Regions from separate parts of the Capsicum annuum genome. Here region 1 is linked to region 2. A link is a contact called in public Hi-C data. All regions are on one chromosome and are shown on one strand. The core of a region is the stretch at or near the end of the contact, and the rest is flanking DNA. Distances in the headings are between cores, read along the strand shown.

The links. A called contact is a pair of places that touch in the nucleus more often than the background predicts.
Region 1: a Hi-C map of leaf shows a contact between it and region 2, with 2.4 times the contacts expected there. The contact joins the promoter of LOC107868135 here to the promoter of LOC107868133 in region 2. A contact is called at or near these places in 4 of 5 Hi-C or Micro-C datasets (bud, leaf and placenta).

Annotation. Positions count from the first base shown.
Region 1 is chr4:108,534,338-108,540,573 of UCD10Xv1.1, forward strand. It overlaps LOC107868135 (alpha/beta hydrolase domain-containing protein 17C), which reads left to right and starts at 3,821. Exons shown (of 5, transcript XM_047411937.1): 1 at 3,821-4,302; 2 at 6,141-6,177. The coding sequence starts at 3,998.
Region 2 is chr4:108,337,180-108,342,851 of UCD10Xv1.1, forward strand. It overlaps LOC107868133, which reads right to left and starts at 2,713. Exons shown (of 10, transcript XM_016714726.2): 1 at 2,184-2,713; 2 at 1-4. The coding sequence starts at 2,276.

The DNA.
Region 1 (6,236 bases), core at 2,571-5,070, 200 kb after region 2:
CTTTGTACGACAATTTTTCTGTAAGAGAAGTGAATAAAGTATGTTTTCCATGCCTGGATTGCTATAATCTTCCAGAGAGATAAAATAAGAAGCAAATGTAAGTATGGAGATGATAACAGTAAAGAATTTAACCTTTTGGTATCAAGCTGCCAGATAGCAAAGTAAAAAATGCTAGAATAACAACAACTAAAGGCATTAAGCTACTAGAGAGTAGAATTAAGTGAAGGTAGCATATTAGTTGCTATACAAAATGCTAAGGCCAATATGTGGCATAAATAACTTGAGGATCATATTAATTTCAGTGGGCATATGCTATTGTTAATTTCCTAAGCATATAGCATAAACAACTTGATGTTCTTAACAAATGCTATTGGGAGTACTATTATACTGATTTGAGTAAAGTAACTATGACAATGAGCACCGTGTGTGCAAATACTTGCTATTTAACAGAAAATTTAAACAAGACCACAACAAAAATAATAAAATTCAGGCAAGAACATGAAAAATCATCAAAACTATACTAATTAATGACTTCACAAAACCCACTTATCAAGTTAAAATTTTAGATTAAATAAAAAAACTTTCTTCCAATTAAGTCTGGATGAAGGTGAATCGCAGACACACAAATGTCAACTTTTTAATAGAATATAGTATCCACATTAATTCAATTTTAGCTGGTTTAATCTCAAAGATTAACATATAGTAGTAAGATTCATCAGGTAGTTCTATCCTATTCTTGGAGCATCAGTACAATTAGCCTTTTAAGTGAGTTAAGTCCCTCTATAGCCAGTTTATTGAGAGACCAAAGAAAAAAAAATGTTGGTAACCAATATGTCAACAAGCTTTTAGTGATGAATCTATAAACCAAACTAATGGAAATCATATCAATACAACTTATTGAAGTGTTATTGGTATGAGATAATATGTAATATAAAAAGACACGAGTAGTTGAAACATGTTTTATTCACACATCGGAGCAGTCACCTAAGATGTAGATTACAAATATGCATAAGTTTTTACTATATCACTGGCTAGTGAGATTACTGTCAGGTGATATTGAAAACGCACACGAAAAATACTAAGGGAAATGAGTAAATCTCAGAGATGAACCTGAATTGGTTAATTTAAATTTAAAAATTTATAGAAAGAGTATTTGTAAATTACCATCAACTTTCAAGTACTTGTTACTGCCTAGGTAAGAATAAGTCGTTTGATTGTTTCAGGAATTGCTAGCATTAGCTTATGTAGGGATCAAAACCAATAAGCCGTGAAGGTACTATCCTGAACTTCTTATTAACTGCTCTACATTATTTTGGATGGCAGAAAGAAGTATCTGTGCATAAAACGTATCCAAAGTGCAATTCTGATATAACGACGTTAAAACAGGTTATGTTATGGGACTAACAAAGGCGGTGAGGGATATCCTGTAATACAGTGGGATGAAAAAATTATGTCAACTTTTATTTGAAATTGGAGTAATACAATAATAAACCCCGTGTGGTTTTAACAAATGGGGTCTGGGGAGGATAGTGTATACACAGATCGTACGCCTATTAGGTAGAGAGGCTATTTTTAATAAAAGTTGAAATATTTTGGATGAGAAATTTAAGAGTATTTTTGGTAGGGTCAGAATTTTGTTAATATAATGCAAATTGAAAAACATATTTGGAGGAACAATTAAAGTAAGAAAGTCTGCCTATTCATTTCATAACATTTAAGACATTTAAATGAAAGCCCACTCTCAAAAAACACTTATTTTCGTCAAAACATTCAACAGAAACTAACATACATAGCGGTAGGGAGCGCTATCTCTAAATGGACCCTACCTAGCGCGAATTCAAGTTAGTCGAACTCCAATGCGGGTATCGAATATTGAACGAAAAATTCAAAAAAAGAAATGAAACGTTTACAAATAGATGAAAGACAACTTTCTTTGAGTCTACTAATTGAGTCATTCATCAAAACAGTTTAATTTTTTCATTTGTCTAAATTGTCTAGTATACAATAGCAGAAAGCAAAAAATCACGAATGGATATTCTGTTGTTAAGACTTTTTAAGAAATAAGAACCATAGAACAAAATTGAGAGGATGAAAAAATTGATCATGCAATATCATTTTTAATAACAAAAATGCCAGCAAAAAGAAAAAGATGCTCTATTCTAACTGTAGAAACATGCAGTTGTCGAAAAGAAAGGCTTGACATTCATTATTTTTTTTTGGCAGAAGAGTGATCTCGAAAACAAAAAATATGACCCAATTCTACCCCAGTTAGCACTAGAAGCAACATATTCACCATATATATATATATATATATATATTATATTCAAATTTATATTTTCAAAGAATAATAAATAAAGCTAATTTAGTAAAAAATAAGCTGCTATTCTCTGAATCAAACATAGCAGAGTAGGTCAGTAGAGTATATAAAGATGGATAAACATAAAAGTAATTGAGCCACAAAAGACAATCACAATTCTCCTACGCAATACTTGGCTACAACAACTCACAGAAAAGTAGTGACTATATTCAACAGCGGGACTACTTTACACTCCATTATTTTCTACTCCGTCAAAATAAATTAAAAATTACACAAATACACAACTTATGTTTTCAATATTACAAAAAATCTCAACTTTCTGAACATATTACAAAAATCTCAACATATACACAGAATGTTATGTATATATCGGTTATGCTATGTATATTAATAGGGAGAGAGATTGAGAGAGTAAAGTAATTAAAAAAGTGGGAGAGAGTGTAATTACTTTCAAAAAGGTTGGTATTTACATTATTTATACAAAAATAAAATCTAAAAAATAAAGAAGAACTAATTAAGGCCTTTCTCATTATAACTTGAGGTCTTATTGACATAAAATTAGGCACTTTTAGTTATACCTTCTTACTGAAAAATTTTCTTTGCAGGGGTAGGATCAGAATTATTAATATAATGCAAATCGAAAAATATATCTGGAGGAACAACTAAAGTAAGAAAGTTTGCCTATGCATTTCATAACCTTTCAACTCTGTCTGTTACCTATCTTAAACTACCCGAAAGTAAAACATTCAAAGAAATCAAGATAACAGTATATTCTCTTGCAGGCAGATAGAAAAATCAGATGGAAGACACAAATACTGCTTAAAAAAAATCACCGAAAAGATTAAGAATTTCCTTCACAAAACTTTTGAAGTGTTAAAAATTTGAACTTTTCTTGTGCAAATATTTTGATTGAAATTGCTTATTAGTAGTTTTGTTGGTTCTTTGTTTGGAGATGAAGATTTGACTCATAGCGATATTTATTTTATTTGATTTGCTCGGGATCTATGTGAAAACTACAAATCTCTCAAAAGTAAAAGAAAATCCTACTTAAGCTGTCAATCTCCCAAAACTATAAGAAAAGGGGTTAAAAAAAGGGGCCGAAACAAAATACACCTAGTACATTAGTTGCGAAGAACAACTCAAAATTTTCAAACAGATAAAAATTTTCACAATATAAGCAGTAATTTCAGTAATCCAAACAAACCCCAATTCTTAAAATAAACAAACTTCAACGCAACGAATAAAATCTGTATAATCAAAAAGTCGAAAAGAAAAACACCCGGTAGAGAGCAAGTATAACAACGCAAAATTTATTTTTACTTTCTTAATTGTCGATTTTACATGTTTATCAATGGAGAGATAATGGAGAACACAACACAAAGATAAGAAGGAGGTAGAGAATGACACATATCTGATGCTACACGTGTAATAAAGTTATATAAACTCATCAGCATATCATGTAAAATGACAAAATTATCCTCACACACGTTTCTTTGACATCAAGCATAATGTCAAAACCCTCATTTTATATGAAGTACTAAAGACACTCGTTATTAAATAACAGAAAACTGAAATTCAAACGTTCAAAATAGTCTCTCTTATTCCTTCTATAAAAGAAAAAACCACTACGCAGCTCCTCTTTCCGATTCACGCGCCGCCGTTCACCACCACCACCACAATATGGGCGGTGTGACGTCATCCATCGCTGCAAAATTCGCATTTTTCCCACCGAATCCTCCGTCGTATTCGGTTGTTTCCGACGAGTCGTGCAGCGGTAAGTTATGCATACCGGAGGTACCGAGGAGGGAAAATGTTGATGTTTTGAAGCTGCGTACTCAAAGGGGAAATGAAATTGTTGCATTATACGTGAAGCACCCGAAGGCGTCGGCTTCTATGGTTTATTCTCATGGAAATGCTGCTGATTTGGGGCAAATGTTTGAATTTTTTGTTGAGTTGAGCCTCCGTCTTCGGGTTAATCTTATGGGGTAAAAGTATCAGTACTCTGCAGAATTATTTAACAAAATTATCTATGTTTTCCCATCTGTTTCGATTTGTTTGGTTTACTTTCGTTTGGAAGAAAATGTTTTTTCCCCTTTTTTTGTTAAATTTTTAATTCTAAAATTTTTATATGACATGTTTAAATAACAGGATTAAAGGTAATTTTGATATATTTTATGTATCTTTAGTTTAAGATCATAAGGGTTCATTTGGTATGGGAGTAAATTATCGTAGAATTATAATAGTTAGATTTGGATATATTGAGATATCCCAAAAATAAGCTTGGAATAAAATTTATACGGTGGTTGATTGGTTGTATAAGTCTTTTTTCTTTTTGATAACCATGGTGTTCGGACCAGCTTGTGTGTACCTCGACTAATTCCACAAGATACATGTCACATCCCAACAATATCAGGTATCAAGTAACTTTGTCCATCAAGGCTAGAATAGATGGAAAGAAATCACCTAGTGTTTTATCTCTACTAGTATTTGAACCTTAGACCACAAGTGCTGAACCCACTTCATTGACCACTAGCTTCACCCTTGGGTTTATACCGTCAACTAATTGTAGTATAAATCTTATCTCAGTCTTAATGCTAGGATATCCCGTCTCATCCTGCGTATCAAACCAACCCTAAGATTTTAAAGTTTTCTTTACTTTTTAAAACTCACTGGGAAGTTAAAACCAACCAAACAAATTGAAACAAATGGAGTAGCTTTTATGTTTGCTTTGTTTTTGCTTCTTTGTCATCTGATCCTGAGCTTTAGAAGTTAGATCACCCATTTTTTCTTTATACCCTTGCTCCAGTTTTTGCTATGGCATTTCTTAGAGGAAATATATTGTTCTGAAAACTAGGACAATTGCATTTAACTGACTTGGAGCTATAATGCAGAAAGGCCCTCCATCCTGATAAAAGATAAAATTTAAGGAAGGGAAAAAGAAAAAGAGAAAGGCAAAATTAATCTGATCAGTGACAAGTAAGGAAGTATGAGTTTCTTTTCTCTTTTTGTTAGTTTAGGTTATTTTTTCCTATCCTAGCGACCCAAAATGCAGCTTTTCTGGTAACCGACAATTGGAACTTCCATTTTTGTGTGACATTTCACTGAATGTGAATTGGAGATGTTGGATGTATGATGTTCTTTGTCAGCAAGTAGATGTATTTGTTCAAGAGCTAATGGGGAATTATCTATTGAAGACTAAATTTTAAATGGAGCATAAGTAACGCACATTAGTAATATGTAATTTTCTAATACTAATGTAATATCCTATCTGTATTCATAAAGGAAAGTGTCTTAGCAAGGAAATCCATATACATGTTTCCTTTTTAAGCTCTTCTATACGAGTTCTCCCTCTCTCCGATGAGTTCGGATCTTCATTTAAGATCGTACTGTTAGGAAGGAACATATATCATTTAAAACACATCAGGGACTTAGATTAATTATTGTGGATATTTATTACAAGGAGCGAGCTGGATTATGAAGTTCATAATGCTACTGTTGATGGACTTTACTTAAAAAATTGCTTTAGTATAGTTCTTTTGTTTGGTAGGGGTGAAACAGAGAAAAGGATAATGTATTTCTTTTGGTGAAGCTTAAGATTTGGTGGTGCATCAGTATTTTTCTATCAAATACTTTTATTCAAGTGTACCATAGGTCAAATGAATAAGGAAACATTTGTTTCACATGATTTTATGCCTAAATCCTTCTCTTCTTTCTTCACCCTTTCTTCTCATTTTTGTATAGAAATTTGTCAAACTAGACAGTGAGATTGCTATTTTCCTTGGTTTCTTGTTCTTCACTAACTTGCTCATGTGTGCTTCTTTAGGTATGATTACTCTGGATATGGACAATCGGCTGGAAAGGTTAGATATCTATTACCATAAATGTCATTACGCGATTGATGACATCAGAAAGGCTGTTT
Region 2 (5,672 bases), core at 1,463-3,962:
ATAACTGTTATGATATTCAGAACGGGGGAAAAAAGAAAAATGAATATGCAAAAACTTTATAATAAAGGCAAAGAGAAGAAAAAGTGGTTAGAAAATGACTACATGAAAACAGTCGGGAATATTTTATGGCAAATATATGAGAAAAAGGAAATCTAGTATATCATTTGCGCATGACTTAGCATTGCATAACAACCTTAAGCATCTTATATTAATTCTCAAGAAGACTAGAAACAACTCACACATAGGAGATGAAGTGTTATGATCATACACATATATCATGGTTAGCTTCTCAAATTGCAAGTACTACATCAAAGTAATTTATACATATGCTTCTGAGATGGATGCAGTGTTATAACTCATTAACATGTTGAGGAAATAGAGACTTGCTTCACTAAATAACCTTAACAATTTAAAAAGATCAACTACATGGGGATAAAGCGGTACGTTTCTGAGAATGTGATGCTCGACCTAAAAGATACACACATGGATGTACCGCAGTACTTCCATTTTCTTTAAAAAATGTACTGAAGAAACTATTTTATACATTATACAGTGATTTTGAACAAAAAGCAGGTGGACAAATTTTCCCATTTTTCACAATGCATTGAATTAGGTTTTTGAGATAAAAGATACCTTTTCAACACTTTGACGACACACATCATATCGACCAATCAAAATTCTTGCTAAGGAGATCCATAAATCCCATTCTAAAATATAAATGACTTCCTGAATGAATAAAGATTCTAATCAAGTGATATTATTTGTCCATTTTGTAAAATATTTTATCCTCATTTTTAGGCTTTCGTCTTTTTAGAGATGCCCTGCTGCAATAGAGATTATTAGAACTAATTACAAATTCAGAAACTCTCATGGATGTTTATATCAACGTTTTTCTTACATTTCACATGTACTGTACATGCATTGATATTTATATATACGTGATGAGTTAGTGGAATGAATGGTGGTGAGAGGGAGGGAGGGGGGTTAAATGAAAACATACGGGTGAGGGCTATGTTACTGTTATTAGCTAAATTCTTCACTTCTTGTAATTTATAACGCGTGTATACCTAGACTATTGCACCAGATACCTATATTGTCCCACCAATATTGGTCCTTCATGGTTTCTTTCTAGTTTAATCGACAACTAGGCCACACTTTTCGGTGTTAGCTAAGCATTAACCTACACATTTTGATCAGGAAAAAAAAAAATGTGTAGGTGAAATGTTTAGCTAACCATTTTCTATCAACAAATAATTGGGAACAAACTCCTAAACTAACCATTTCCTAATAACCACTGCTCTACAAGTAAATTCTTAGGGTATTGACTGTTAAGGATCAGAACAGAATGATATGAAGATAAGACTATACTGCATGTGATCATTCTTTCAAACTCAATCCTACTTTCAAGCTATCCGCACTTCTTTTGTTCTTAACAACAAAATGAAGCAAATAAAGGCCAATAGCACTGTTCGGAAGCTCTAAAATCTATAGATACTAGCTAATCAATTCACTAAGGGGGTTCAGAAAATTAAAATCTAGTGCCTGAGATTTGAACTTGAACCACAAGGTAAATTTTGACTTCCCTAAACCTCTGAGTCAACTTCCAGTCTTGTACACTGAAGTTTTAAAAAATTACCCTTTTTACCTAGATCCGCCCCTGAAACTGAAAAAGCTTTAGAATTTCAAACTTGAGGCTTAGGAAGAACCCTTTTTTCTTTTTTCAAAAAAAAAAACACTTTTCACTTTTCTATCAAACAATACCAATAACCTTGAAATCTTGCGTTTCTCTCCTAATTAGCTACAAAAAAGCAGGATCATACAACAATTATAACATACCCAGTGTAATCTCACAAGTAGAGTCTGGGAAGGGCAGAGAGTACGCGGACCTTACCCCTAGACAAGACTATTTCCTCTAGACCCTCGGCTTGAATAACGCATGTCAAACAATGTGAAATAGTTAGAATGTACCTAATACATTACCTCTACCTGGTAGAAATAGACAGGCTATTTCCGACAAACCCTCAGATTAAATGACGCATGGCAAATAGTGGAGATAAACAAAAAAGCTGGGACATATAACTGCAAAAAGTTAGCATAAAACTTCTTTTCTTACATTTTCTCGATCTACAAATAAAGACCAAAATTATCCAAAGAGAGAGAGAGAGAGAGAGAGAGAGACTTACAACAAGAATCACAACAGTGAAAACACCAATGGTAACAAGAAAAAGCTTTTGGTCACGATTACAACAATTCTGAAGCTCCCAATTCGGATTCATCCCTCTTTTTTCCAACCCCAAATGTTTGCTTTAAAAAAACCGGTTGAACTTTTCAAAAAAAAAAAAAAAAATCGCCCCTCAAACTCAAAATTTCAAGATTTCTGCTTTAACAATAACAGTTGAAATTTTCAACTTTTTGTCAAAACGGAGGCTTTGTTGAATGGGTTTGGTCAACAACTGTAAACTTGTAGGAAAGTGAGAGAGAAAAATGACTGGAGTAAGCAAGAAGGCTGACGAACAGAGGTGAAAAACGCCGTCGTTTGCGTGTGGGGAGTGGGGTGGGGGGTGAGGGTGTTGCTGGATTGGTTGAGGTGAGTAGATTTTCTGAATCAATCAAATCTGTCATCTCTTCTTTGTCCAAGTAAACACAACAAGGAGCAACTGACTTTTGTCGTTTACTATGTGAAACTTTTTTGAAATATTCAAAGACCCTTGTAATTCTTTTGCCACAGATGACATGACCTGATATCAAAAAGAGAAGTTTTTTTAAAAGAAAAAAAGGAAAAACACTACTGATAAAGATTTTATTTAGTGAATACTTAGATTATTGATTATCTTAAAAATCCTTTAAAATTTATTATTATTATATAATATAAACGTCATGTGACTTGTATATGTATGAAATATTAGACATAATAATTAATAGTCAAATTAGATTTGAAGAACAAAAATTACTTGCTCAATTTGAATTTGAATACCTAAATAGTTAATCAACTTGCCAATTTGAAGTCAAGTTTGACAATGTTAAAAAACTTAAGTTTGGTGGTTTATGAATAGTCACCCTTTGTATATTTTATTGACATATAAAAGTAGTACAAGAAGTATTACTAAATTCCCTAAAGTTCTCTCCTTTCTTTAAAGTTTGATATTGATATTTTATCTTTGTTTATATAACACGTTATCAACATGAAGCCCTATCATATCAAAATTTGAAGGATAAGGTATTATTCTCTCATTTCTTTAATATGTCTAATCTTACAAAACTTGAGTTCGTTGCCCTTCAAAGCTAGGGTAAGAACTATCTTTCATAGGTATTGGATGCTGAAATCCATTTAGATGTTATGGGTCTTGGAGACGTCATTAAAATTGAAAATAAAACATCAAAACAAGATCATTCTAAGGTCATGATATTTTTGTGTCATCATATTGACGAAATTTTGAAAATTAAATATCTTACTGTTAAGGATCAACTTATTTTGTGGAATAACCTTAAAGAAAGGTATGACCACCTAAAGATGGTCATCCATCTAAAAGCACGATAAGACTGGATGCATCTTAGGTTTCAAGACTATAAGTCTCTGCATGAATACAATTCTGTCACGTTCAGAATTTTTTCTCAGGTAAAACTATGTGGAGAGACTATTACTCTCTACCTTTCATTCCTCGAATGTGTTTCTACAGCAACAATATCGAGAGAAAGATTTCAAGAAGTATTCTGAATTGAGTTTTCTTCTTCTTATGGCTGAACAAAATAATAATTTGTTAATGAAAATCGACCTACTGGATCAACACCATTTTTAGAAGTGAATGAGGTGTACGCCCATCATGCTAGGCGTGGAAAATGTTGGGGACCTGATTCCGGACGTGGACGTGGACGTGGTCGTGATTATGGTCAAGAAAGAAACCATGTTCCTGGTGTTAATCATTCAACAAATAAAAGACACCATAAAAAAGAACAAGAAAAAGATGAGAAACATGATGCGGTTAGAGCATGTGTTTATTTTCGATGTGGTGCAAAGGGACACATGCGCGTGACTATCGCACTCTCAAAATTTTGGTTGAGCTTTACCAAGCATCACAAAAGAAGAAAGAAAAAAAATCCTGAAGCTAATTTTATCTATGAAAATCATGTTGACATCGCACACTTAGATGTAGACGATTTCTTCGAGCACCTTGAAGGAAAGATAGATCACTTGATTGGTGATGGTTCTGTGACTATGGAAGAATGAAAAAGTTTATTTATTTTGCTAAAGTAGTAATTAGTAAATTAAAAATCATGTAATAGTAGTTGTTTATATGAGTACGGTACTTTAATTAGTATTTTTTTCTTACTAGTCATATTATCATAAGTTCATTAGTAAAGTGACCCATTTTGATCCTGTTTTGATTAAATAGTATTTTAATATTTTTTAGTTATGATGGATGCTATTTTGTTATCAAGTCATCAATAGACTCTTTTATCTAAAAATGAATGATTTAATTAAAATCAATTTCACAAAATAACATACATGTTTGATTTAATTAAAAGTGATCTTTTTGAAAATTTCACAGCAAATGGTAACTGTGAATAATTGTTATATTACTTAACTTTTTTATTTTGTGTATGTTATTCTATTTGAAGATATGGATAATTCTCAAAGCAATTTATCGAATTATGAAGACATTTTCTTATTGATACTGGCACAACACACACAATATTTAAAAATGAGAAATATTTTTTTTATTTAAGTATGGACAAGATAATGTTACTATAATTTCTGATAGTATTAATTTGATTGAAGGTTTTAGCAAAGCCACTATAATTTTGCCTAAGGTAGCTAAACTCATCATAAATAATGCTATATTTTCTCCTAAGTCTCAGAGAAACTTATTGAAATTTAAAGATATTCGTGAAAACGGCTATCATATCAAGACAATGAATGAGTTGAATCTTTAATATCTTGGTATTACCAAGAATGTCTCTAGGCAGACATATATTATAGAAAAGTTTCCTGCTTTATCTTTTGGTTTGTATTGAAAAAGATTAGTGTAATTGAGGCACATTCTATTGTAAATCGAAAGTTTACTAATTCAAATATTTTTTAACTTTAGCACGATCGATTGGGACATCCTGGATCTATAATGATGAGACAAATAACAGAAAATTCAAATGGGCATTCCTTAAAGAACTTGAATGTTCTTTTAAATGATGAATTTTCTTGTACTGCTTGTTATCAAGGCAAGTTAATTGTGAGACCATCACCAACTAAGATTGAGATTAAACCCTTTGCATTCTTAGAACGCATACAAGGAGATATTTATGGACCTATTCACCCACCTAGTGGGTCACTTAGCTATTTCATAGTCCTAATAGATGTTTCTTCTAGATGGTGTCATGTGTGTCTATTGTCATCTCGCAACTTCGCATTTTAAAAATTATTGGCACAAATAATACGATTACGGGCATAATTTCCTGATAATCAGATTAAGTATGTTCGCCTTGACAATGCTACAGTGTTTTCATCCCAAGCATTTAATGATTATTGCATATCAATTGGGATAAAATTTAAACATCCTGTAGCTCATAGACACACTAAAAATGATCTTGCTGAGTCATTAATTAAACGTCTTCAATTGCTAGCAAGATCATTGCTTATGAAAATTAAGTTGCCCACCTCTGTTTGGGGTCATGCAATT